Regions from separate parts of the Bombyx mori genome. Here region 2 is linked to region 1. Evidence: chromatin contacts called from public Hi-C data. All regions are on one chromosome and are shown on one strand. Each heading gives the region's core, a stretch centred on a gene start, on an enhancer-like site or on the middle of the called end of the contact. The rest is flanking DNA. Distances are from core to core; before and after follow the strand shown. Region 1 holds the start of LOC101737442 (talin-1). Region 2 overlaps LOC101737442 (talin-1).

What was found. Hi-C and Micro-C count contacts between places; a contact is called where the count stands out from the background.
Region 2: a contact with region 1 is called in a Hi-C map of midgut, with 1.8 times the contacts expected there. The contact joins the enhancer-like site here to the promoter of LOC101737442 in region 1. A contact is called at or near these places in 3 of 7 Hi-C or Micro-C datasets (midgut and whole pupa).

Annotation. Positions count from the first base shown.
Region 1 is chr2:7,962,239-7,968,221 of ASM3026992v2, reverse strand. LOC101737442 (talin-1) reads right to left here and starts at 3,138. Exons shown (of 61, transcript XM_038016945.2): 1 at 2,767-3,138. LOC134200612 (a long non-coding RNA gene) reads left to right here and starts at 1,645. Exons shown (of 2, transcript XR_009975601.1): 1 at 1,645-2,277; 2 at 2,373-3,508.
Region 2 is chr2:8,003,276-8,009,306 of ASM3026992v2, reverse strand. The region is part of intron 2 of LOC101737442 (talin-1); the gene reads right to left. Among protein-coding and RNA genes, the nearest start is that of LOC134200612, 40 kb to the right of the region's middle. Within about 2 kb of position 2,601, at least 6 of the 8 cell types and tissues checked have open chromatin away from gene starts, as enhancers often do.

The sequences.
Region 1 (5,983 bases), core at 1,889-4,388:
GACAGCCGTTGTAACCATACTGAGACCTTAGAACTTATATCTGAAGGTAGGTGGCGCATTTGCGTTGTAGTTATCTATGGGCTCCAATAACCACTTAACACCAGGTGGGCTGCGAGTTCGTCCGCCCATCTAAGCAATAAAAAAAAAGAAGTTAAAGACTCTGTTGGATTGCACAATGGCAGTCCCATCCATCAAACTGCGAATATTTCTTCATGGTCAATTAGACAAGAATATGGTACCAATTGAAAAGAAAGGCCATCCCAGAACAACTTGGCGAGCCCTACACCCCAGCAGAGGGTAACAGGAAAGAGAAGAAGAAGAGTGGTACAGACTGTTATTGACTTACGAAAAGTGAGGTAATTGTTCCCTACATTTTCACAAATGAGATACTATTATGTATAGTAAAGATGAAAATTCTCAAACAGCTGTACTGATACTAAGGCAAATAAATATAAAAGAAAATACATGCATCAAACAAATTAAAAGTAAATTACATACATTTTCAAATCTGAAATAATAAGCTGCCAATCAGAGGCATTTGGTTTAAATACTGCTTAAACTGTGAGTCTTACACAGAATACATCTTGTAATCCAAAAACCAGGTCAACATTTCTAGTAGCACTAATTGTTTGGTCAAACATTAGTACAGAAATCGGAAGTGAGCCAGTTCAATGAACTCTTAAATAAATATGGACAACAATAGTACTATCATATTTAGTATTTTACTAGCTTAATCGATGAGATCATTATGTGTTAATTGCTCTCAGGCAGTTTAGGCCGTACATGATTGATCCATGGCAGAAATGGCTAGAAAGATGGTAGCGACCTATTTACTCTAAAGTATTTGGGTCAAACACACAAGAAGGCTGAGTTTGGTTATTAATCAGAATATTACTAACATGCAACTCCAGCCTTCCCTAGCTCATGTAGTGGTATACTGTAAACTTTTTTTTTGTTTCTCAACTCCTGCTGCCAGATTCTGCTGGACCCATAAAACTTGGGATGCCGTTGATTCAATACTAAGTGAGCCATGAACTCATTTGTTGTGATTGCAACATTGTGAAGCATGCATTGTTTAAATTTTAATTCAACAAATTCAATTGGGATTTTTAAAATTTATGTTCATAGAAAAGAAATTAAAATTTACTGGTGGTAGGACCTCTTGTGAGTCCGCGCGGGTGGGTACCACCACCCTGCCTATTTTCTGCCGTGAAGCTGTATGCGAATGTAGCTGTATGAATGCGTTTCGGTTTGAAGGGTGGGGCAGCCGTCGTTACTATACTTGAGACCTTAGAACTTGTATCTCAAGATGGGTGGCGCATTTACGTTGTGGATGTCTATGGGCTCCAGTAACCACTTAACACCAGGTGGGCTGTGAGCTCGTCCACCCATCTAAGCAATAAAAAAAAATAAAAAAAAAGAAAGATTTACTTAATAAACCTATCTAATGGGTGACCTATCTGTTGGATAAGATCTGTATAAAGTTACATCATACTTGTTTTAAAATGGTGTTTGCATTTAATGTACCTAAACATCACCACCAAAAATAAAAATCAAAAATATTCATAATTTTAGTTTGAATAATCAAAATTTGAAATATTTTATTTGTAAAATTATCAATGAAATTATATTTGTGTTGTTTCGTTAAATGTTGTATTTACAGTTTTCCTTTTAAAAAAATATTCTATAGTAATTCCAGTAAATTGAACAACAAATTGAGGATGTTAAGAGCAGATACGAATAAGGAAATGAGATATGAATGAATAATTACTCATTCATTTAAATATGTGTTGGTTGGATATTAACATTTTATTATTCTCAAAATATGAATTTTGCCTCTTAAGATTTAATTTAAGAAGAATTTTTGTGTTGACAATTCTTTTATACATTAAAAAAACTATAAATTCAAAAATTAATGACCATTGACATTAACAATGTTTCCTCAATCGATAATGATGATTTGAAATTTACATAAATACCTGCTACTAATTTTGTTAAAAGTCTCAGTGTTTTCTTTTGATATAAATGACAACTAAATTAGTTCACGTCTTTGTCGATTTCGTAAACCAAATAATGATAAGCGGTTAAGTTCGTCTTTAACATTTTATGTTGATTAAGTAACGTCCGTTGTCAACCAATAAATTAGGTAGGTATTTCATTTACACCGACAAACTCTTTCCAAAATTCTATTTAAAATTTCTGATGTCATGCAGTGTTGTAGGCGCCTCTCACAAGGCCACATAATTTAGCATTGTTGAACCAATATACCAATTAAAGGTAGATATAACAAAGCTTAGGTTAAGCCTTCTAAAACTAATCTAGGCGCTATGCAACCTTATTGATGTAAGACATAAATAGACGTTTTTTTTCAGCGAAAATCTGGGATCGATCTATGTCAACAAATGTTAAAGCAGCTAGAAAAACATCAAGTCTAGACAAGAAACTGTTTTAGGTTAGTTTACGAACTGGATGTATCATGTAGGACGTGAATCACTACAAAATTAGGTTACTGTAAGCTCCCGATCGATATATTTTTACGAAATCCTGTAAGCTCTGCCACAAGATGGCGGGAATACAACCCAACTAAATTTAGAGGTATACGGAACCAGTGGGTTGCATCGTTAATTAGGCGACCTACATTTAGCCGGGTTATACATCTGATCGCCCAGATGTAAGATTTTCCCATTTCTTTTTCATTTCCTGTCCCATTGGAGCCATCGCGTCTACTCTTAACGGCTTGTTGTGTTATTATTGAGCTCTACTCACCGTTTCTAGTTTGTATTTAGCACTTGATTTACCACAAAACACGAAAAATTTCACTCAAGCACTTATACGCCCCTACAGTGTGTAACAACATCACGAGTACTACTGCGCCATCTGCTGGACTTTTTAGACAGCAGTCAGTGAATACCTGCGGCCACCTTCACTGCAGTGGCAATTCAATTTCCACCAATTTACTCGATTAAAATGCTATTTTAACACCAAATCTTATGGCTATACTCTTACGAAGTTGAAATAACTTTAAAATTGGTGTAACGTAACGTTGTATGTCAGAGAGACTTGGTTAAGAAGTAACACTAAATGCCTGTTATTGATTTTTTCACGTCTCGTCACAGCTGATTCATCGGACGCACCGCATCGTCAGAGTCTGACTCATGAATCATTAATATTTCCGTGATTTCATTGAATTATTTAATAAAATTTAATTTTGTAACGAGATGTATGTTTGCAAATGATGCTAAATGTGGTTTTGGATTATGACCCAAAGCAACTTGTTATGACTTCCGAAGGTTGCATTAAATTACTGTAAATTTTGAATAGTTGTGTGAATTTCAAACGGGATAAAATTAGTGATTAGTTAATATTCACAAAATTTTAAAAATTAATGTCAATAATTATTTGTTTTGCTTAATATTTCTTTCACCTTTGGCAGTTTTTTTTCTTAGAGACATCTATTGACGAATTGTAAACACTATTTTACAATATATTAAATGTATTCCCTTTCCTACTTGGTTTACTTATTTGCATCAACTTTACGATTTTTTTTCTGTTTTCCTAGCTATTCTAGTAACGTCGAGGAGTTATTCTAGATTCACCGAGCTAGTACTCGAACTATATTGAGATCTTAGAACTTATATCTTAAGGTGGGTGGCGCATTTACATTGTAGATGTCTATGGGCTCCAGTAAGCACAACACCAGACGGGCTGTGGAGTCGTCCATCCATCTAAGCAATAAAAAAAAAACATCCAAAAACTCACAGCACCTTTAAAGTGTGGACCCTTGTCCAGTACCGGCAAACTGGACAGTTGCGAGACTATGCGAGTGCATGTTTCTATCTACCTTACAGTATTCCGTATCGGTCAGGATCCGTATTAGAATTCTTACATTTAACGGGACCTGGGCTGAGAAATCAGAGTATAAAATATCTTATGCTTAACATTAGGCATTGGAATTGTGGTATGTATGACCTTTGGTAACCCGTGAGCGATACGATGATAATAAGACAATCTGTAACAGTACATGTGTCGAATTCAGTCGTACAGTAACATTGGAAACATCAATAAATCCTGATACACATTAAGATATCTCTTGAAATCAGAATGCAGCATCACCCTTCACGATACGCATCGATGTAGCCAAGATATTAGTGACAATGCAAGGGAGGAAATGTTTTATTGTTCGCTATCGATATATAAAAATATATGTGATTAATCATGGAAATTGTTGGCAGTTGAATACGGATCTGTCATGGGTTCGTGGCTTGTTGAGCTGAGGGAAAACGATTTTTTATTGATAGAAATGGAGATCTAATATATACTCGTGACTCGGCCTCTGGACATTACTACGGGAATACCGCTGGTCACTTAGAGGAATGAGGTTGATGACCCGATTGAATTTTATAACGGCTACCTCACCCTTGAAACCGGAACGCATGGTTACAGAGCGGCAGTAGTAGGCAGACCTTCAGACACAGCCCACTGAGTTTCTCGCCGGATCTTCTCAGTGGGTCGCGTTTCCGATCCAGTGGTAGATTCTGCGAAACACGGTTCCTGCTAGGGTTCGTGTTAGCAATTTCGTCAGGTTTGAGCCCCGTGAGCTCACCTACTAGTTAAGGTTCCGCTGTTATAGCCTCTGAAGGTTATCAGCTTAGGTAGAAAAAAAAAGTAGGCAGATTGGTGGTATGATCCTACCCGTGCGGGCTCGCAAAGCCTCCTAACGGTAGTATTAATTACACAAATCCGATCGTTTGGATATAGCACGTCACATTCTTCATTCTTACTATACGTTATTTGGGAATACTTAACGAAAGGAAGATCTTCCACCGAGCGGGTGATATTGCTCGGTAGACCGACGGTCCGAATGTTGTTGTTCGGAACTTGTATATATGCAAGCTTATCTTGAAAATGTCGTAAGCGAGATTCAGGCATCTGTCAATTATCTTGCGTTGTATGATGGCTACCCGCCACAGGCGACACGCACGCGGCATTCAAGCTCAGCCTCGACTCACCGCAGGCTTACCCGCCACACGTTACGTGTTCACGTTTGAGTCACATTTACCACCACTTTTTAATACGCTTTTATTAGCTTCAGACTTAAGTACCTATGTTAGTATGTAACGGAATCTTTGAACATGATTTTGATCCCCTTCAATTCGTTCGTTCGATTAACTCGAAATTTGGTATACTTATTAAGGACCGAAGACAATTCAATATAAAAAAAAAAAAAAAAAATTAACGTTGAACTAAAAAATAAGTAATAGTTCAAAAAACAAAAAAATACGCTTTTATAGAAAATCCAACTAAAAAATAGAAAATAAATTTTAATGAATTTGAATTAAAAATGGTGTAAGAAAAAATGATTTTATTGTAAAAAAACCGTGCATCGCCGGATCTTTGCAGTGGGTCGCGTTTCCGATCCGGTGGTAGATTCTGCGAAGCACTGCTCTTTCTAGGGCTAGTGTTAGCAACGACATCAGGTTTGAGCCCCATTCGCTCACCTACTAGTTAAGGTTACGCTAAAATGGTCTTTCAAGACCATCAGCTTAGGTAGGGAAAAAAACATGCACATTGAAAGTTAACGCCTCTCGTGTAGTGATGAGCAAAACATAGCCAAGATCAAATACAATAAAACTAGGACAGGCTTTGTCTTGACCTTGAGTCCTGCTGACTTAGTCTGTGATAGTCTTATATAGTGCAAAAAGCAAGACCAATTCTGCTTATCATTAATCCCGTTTCGAAGCGGAGATATCGATGGAGTGGAGTGAGAGCGAGCACAGAGCGTTCAATTAGCTAATAGATCGGTGTGTACCTACGGCTAAAGTGAATCAATTCAAGTGAATCGGTGCAAATATTTGAGATTTATTTATTTAGGGGGATTACTGTCAACCACTTAAGGTCAACGGAGGGTGGCGCTCGAGTTACGCGGGCTGGCAGAAATAATATCAACATAATATTTTTATGTTTCCCCCAGCATTTCGCGAGC
Region 2 (6,031 bases), core at 1,352-3,851, 42 kb before region 1:
GTCTCCCGTCGGACGGATTCCTTTTGTTTATTTTAAGTTTATTTTATACAAAAGTTTAGGTCTTTTATTTATCGATTGAGGCACTACGAAATCTGCCGGGTCAGCTAGTGTTAAATAAAACTTTCTTACTGCATAAAATTTATATGAAACTCCTATTAATGCAGGTTTAATATATAATTCATCTAGGTAATGTCAGTATTAAACCCCCTTAGAGAGCCAAGACTGTTAGTCAACTAGCCTACCTTCAAGTTCATCCCAGAAACTATTTCACTCGTACTTCCAAAAATTGCGCAATAAAAAACCTACGCGATGGCATTTCGTATGGTCCCGATGGAAACGAAAAGCCCACGCGTAAATCAACCCACGGCGCTGGGCGTTAGAGCCCAATTCAGCCTACGCCGCGATTTCCATTAACACTACTAGTGAACTCATTAAAAAACCCATAGCAATAAGCGAAACGGGTTATTGCATGCAGTTTTGCATAAAAAAGCCTTTAGGCACCCCTCCACAGTTTCGGGAGGCCGGTGGAATAAGGAATTTTAATAGTTCCAAGTGAGAGCTTTTGGGTACATCTAGAGACGATATGTAATTTATACTGACGACCGTGATGAAGTTTTAAATTTGATTGAAAAGTTATGGAGGAATTTAAATGGGGGCAGTTGATGGTTTGATGAGTTGGGAGAGTATGTGATAATGTGCAAATAGCCTGATGTTAGGTATGTGTAGAGCATGGACTGTATTTTGTGCTGGTCGCTTCAATAATTATATATATTTAGAGAGAAGATTATTTTTATTTTATTTTAATTAGTTACAACACGTGCAACACGACCTGAATTGTTGATTTATTTACAATGACTGTGTTGTCAAAATTATTATTCTATTTTAAAATTCAAAAAATAGTAATAAAAACTTCATGTTTAGAATTGCTCTAAACAAGGTACGCTTCGTCTTCATAAAATGCGGTAGAGAGATCGACCAGGTAAAGTACGTAGTGCATTGTATTTAACAACAAAGATTAGGCAATTATTTAATGTGATTAATGGAAAGCAATTACCATGGCCAAACTAGGACTCTCTAGGGCTGTCAATTCAAGCCTGATTGAAAAAAGCACAGTATTATTAGTGCTTGAGAAACACAAACAAATATTTGGCACAACAAAACTCTGGGTGAAGGTAAATAGGTCGTTGACGATAGTTACAAATAATAATGTAATTTTGGTAATGGGAGCAGCTTAAGCAGTTTTGAAGTTTCTGAAGAATATCTATATATATAAAAATGAATTGTTGTTCGTTAGTCTCGCTATAACTCGAGTACGGGTGGACCGATTTGGCTAATTTTGGTCTTGAATTATTCGTGGAAGTCCAGAGAAGGTTTAAAAGATAAATAAATATGAAAATGCTCGGAATATGAATAAAAATAACAATTTTGTTTTTCCTTTGATGTGTAACCACGTCGGACGTATTCCTTTTGTTTGTTTTAAGTTTGTTTTATACAAAAGTTTAGGTATTTTATTTATCGATCGATTGAGGCACTACGAAGTCTGCCGGGTCAGCTATAACAATATATTTTCCAAGCAACTTATCACATCGCAGGATCGTACCGCGCGTTAGGGTTGTGCTTATATTATTCAAACACATATTGGTTTGAACCATTTAACAGTTGACGTTGGGGTGAATTTTCAACATGTGGCAAATCGAGCGTAATTGCAACTGCGGGTGTGGAGTGATGCTATAATTTTTGAAGCTATGCTATTTTTATGTGACGTTCATTGCGATCCAATGTTAATGTATGATGAAATAGAATATAATTTTTGTAAATCTATACTAATATTATAAAGCTGAAGAGTTTGTTTGTTTGAACGCGCTAATCTCAGGAACTACTGGTCCGATTTGAAAAACTCTTTCAGTGTTACATAGCCCATTTATTGAGGAAGGCTATAGGCTATAACATCACGCTAAGACCAATACAAATGGAGCACCAATAAAGAATGTTATAAAATAAGGGGTTTCAATAGCACCTTAACATTCTATAATTCAAAAATATTTTCACTTTCTACGTAAATGAAGTGGGGGGGTAAAATTTAGCGTTATGCCAAAGTAACTATTCTACATAATCTACGCGGACGGAGTCGCGGGCAAAAGCTAGTCAATAATATATATTAAATTATTTCTATATTTGAAAATACCCATTAATATTGTCAATTTCATAGATATAACTGTGACGGTATCAGTGATGTAATCAAAACTTTGCGGACTCAGCACCGAAATACTACGCTTAGTTAAGGCTTAGTAAAACATTTTTACTGATAGTTACCACATCTAATGATAATTTCTTATCCAGGAATTCAGAGAGCCGTATTGTAATCATTGAGAACGGCAATTAATGTCTACAATATATGTAAATATGGGGAATAAACGTAATAGTTTTAGGTTGAATTTTGAGCTTTTTAATAAAACAACAAACATTTTGCTTTGACGTCGGAACGACCCACAAGCCTACCATCGCCTACCCGTCCTGGTTAAGCTGTAAGGACTCCGCGCAGAAAAAGAAAGGTTTGACATCGCATCGCGTCGCGTCGCATCGTTCCGCCTCTCCGGGACGCGCGTCGCGACGCGTTAACAACAGGTCAGTGCACCCAACACGACTCCGTTAAGATACAATGACAGTATCTTGATTGAGAGTCTTGTTTGTTTATTTCTGTATTAAAATGTAAATAAAGTGTAAACTCGTGGCTGTTTGTAGGCGGTTTGCACAACTAGTACCAATTTACTATTTTTCTGTTGGAAATTATATTTTTCTTTTTTTCCAACCTATACTGATAGCCTGAAGAGGCTATGTCAGCATAACCCTAGCAAGTAGGTGAGTTCACGGGACTCAAACGTGACGACGTTGCTAACACTAATCTTAGCAAGAGCAGTTCTTCGCAGACTGACTGGTGGTAGGACCTCTTGTGAGTCCGCACGGGTAGGTACCACCGCCCCGCCTATTTCTGCCGTGAAGCAGTAATGCGTTTCGGTTTGAAGGGTGGGGCAGCCGTTGTAACTATACTGAGACCTTAGAACTTATATCTCGAGGTGGGTGGCGCATTTACGTTGTAGATGTCTATGGGCTCCAGTAACCACTTAACACCAAGTAGGCTGGGAGCTCGTCCACACATCTAGGCAATAAATAAAAAAATCTATCACCTGATCGGAAACGTGACCCACTGAGAAGATCCGGCGAGAAATTCAGTGGGCTGTGTCTGTGGGTTAATTTATTCGCAGAGTTCTTCGTCGCAAGCGACGGGTTCGACGAGAACGATGACCGGTGCTTGAGGTACCTAAAAGCACCGTTAGTGGATCGGGAGGATACGAAATGACGTGTTTAGGGCGACGGCGACTGTTTACCATTCGGTCCGCAGGATCGAGAATGGGAAATTCATCGTGCGTTTAGCTATGTCTTTGAATGTATTCGGACATATGCTATGTGAATACACATTAGAGCTAGTTTTGCACGCACTGGTTGTTACCTCGAGACATGCTTATTAATGTCGCAAACACATTATTCCATAAAGTGGGTATCCCGATACCAACGACTGCTAATAGTGATTGATTGATATTAAAGAAACAAAATACGTCAAGAAAATTAAATTTGGCTATCGGCTCTTGACTGATAACGTTTTATCTGCACGCAAACATACGTCTTCAACGTGCGAATGCAATGTGCGCTGATAAAGAGCCAGTGGGAAAAAAGGCCTTTGATTGCGTGGAGTGGTACGGAAGAACAGAACCAGTTACAAGAAAAATATCATTATTAATTTTGAAGGAATCATTTGAAAATACAGAACTACGTGAGAATTTACGAAGAAATTTACACGTTTTTTTTTATTATTTCCCTGCCTAAGCTGAGAGCCTTGAGAGGCTATATCAGCGTAACCTTAACTAGTAGATGAGCTTACGGGGCTCAAACCTGACGACATTACTAACACGAACACTAGCAAGAGCCGTGCTTCGCAGAATCTACCACCGGATTGGAAACGCGACCCACTGACAAGATCCGGCGAGAAATTTAGTGGGCTGTGTCTGTGGGTCAATTTACTTGCCGAGCCCTTCGTCGCAAGCGACGGGTTCGACGAGAACGATGACCGAGTTTACACGAACACAGTTTTGTCAACTAGATGAAAATGAGATGCTGCGAAAATCTCATGCCAATACTTCAGCACGCCGCCTTACCCCTTGGCCACAGCCGAGAGCGGTGCGAATTGCGGTGCGTCGTGAGGCGCGGCAAGCGGGAGCGGCGAAAACAAATGGTAGACAACCTATGAAGTATGCCACAGCTACTGGCGGTGCGTTTTGCGGTGCGTTGCGAGGAGCGGTGAGAGGCGCGTGACATCTGGCGGTGACGAGCTGCACGATGTGCGAGTGAAACAAATGTACTAGACAATATGGAGGCGGCCACAGTTCAGAGCGGCGCGCGCGGCGGTGTCGGTGGACGCATTGAGGCATCGCGCGACCGAAACAAATCATTTTGTTTTTACCGCGCGTTGAGCTAATAAAATATAATGGATGTGGAACAATTCATTAGTGAAATACTGAGTAGACCAGAAATATGGATGTTAATACATCCACATCATAAATATAGGCATGTTATAAAAAAATGTGGGACGAAATAAAACAACAATTTTCTGGTACTAATGGTTTCCTAGATACTCTTGGATAGGATTATTGAAATAAAATTTGAAATTTGAATTGATTTCGTATTCTAGATGCTTGAACCGTTGCTCGATTTTCCGTCTTGATCTGCGTACGCTATTGTGAATATTGGAGTCTCCAAACTGGGAAACAAACTGCTGAAAATCTGCATCTCTGTCTCCATCTCTTTCTTTTAAGGCACGAAACCTTTATAATCAATATCGCGTGCTTTTTGTTTGCCTTTACACTTTTCGTAAAAATACGAAATTTATTAGTTAGAATACCAAACGCGTACTGAATTGTGACACTTGCCCGGGATAATATTTTGTCGAAAATTATTTGTTCCGCATCTAAACTACCCGGTGGATATGGGCGCATCAAATAATTTTTAAGAGAATAGGCTTTATCAACAATTAACACGTATGGTAAATTGAGATTTGAAGGTTGAATCTATTAATAATCTATTTATCGGGATAGTTCTTATATTCCTAATATTCCTAATAGAATACCTAATAAATAGGGTGAAATTCGCCAAGTCCTCTCTTTTTCTAACTGGGTGCCTCTTCTTAATTGAATAATATCTTCAGCTAAGAACGCACTTATTTCAAGGTAATATCGTGCCACTTTTGAAAGGGAAATTTGATAGGGCTTTCTAAATACGTGCACCTCTGACGCCGCCGCCGTCGCAACTAGTCTAGCTGTGGCATACCCCCGCAAGTCACACCGCCCGCCGCGCCTCGCAACGCACCGCAAAACGCACCGCCAGTAGCTGTGGCCAGGCCCTTAGTGCTGTAATTGTTGTCGAAGATGACCATATCGAGGAATCACTCGAAGCCACCACAGATTTACATTTTAATCCTTTATCTCAAGGTGGCCAGGGTCATTGAGTTGCCTAAGAGCTCTAGCCATCGCCAGTCAAAGGATCCTGAAGGCGAGTAAGTGGTTACAGAACATATTGTTTATTGGATATTGTGTATTGCATATTGTGGTTACAAAACATATATCTTACTGGTGGTAGGACCTATTGTGAGTCTGTGCGGATGGGTACCACCACCCTGCCTATTTCTGCCGTAAAGTAGTAATGCGTTTCGGTTTGAAGGGTGGGGCAGCCGTTGTAACTATACTTGAGACCTTAGAACTTATATCTCAAGGTGGGTGGCGCATTTACATTCTAGACGTCTATGGGCTCCAGTAACCACTCAACACCAGGTGGGCTGTGAGCTCGTCCACTCATCTAAGCAATAAAAAAACATATTGCGAATATAAACAATGTAAGCTTCACAAGACGTTCGTTAGTTCGCTTAATAGTTAACCTCTTTAACTGTGATATTTCGGTCTTTCGGTAAATGGGACGGACGCAG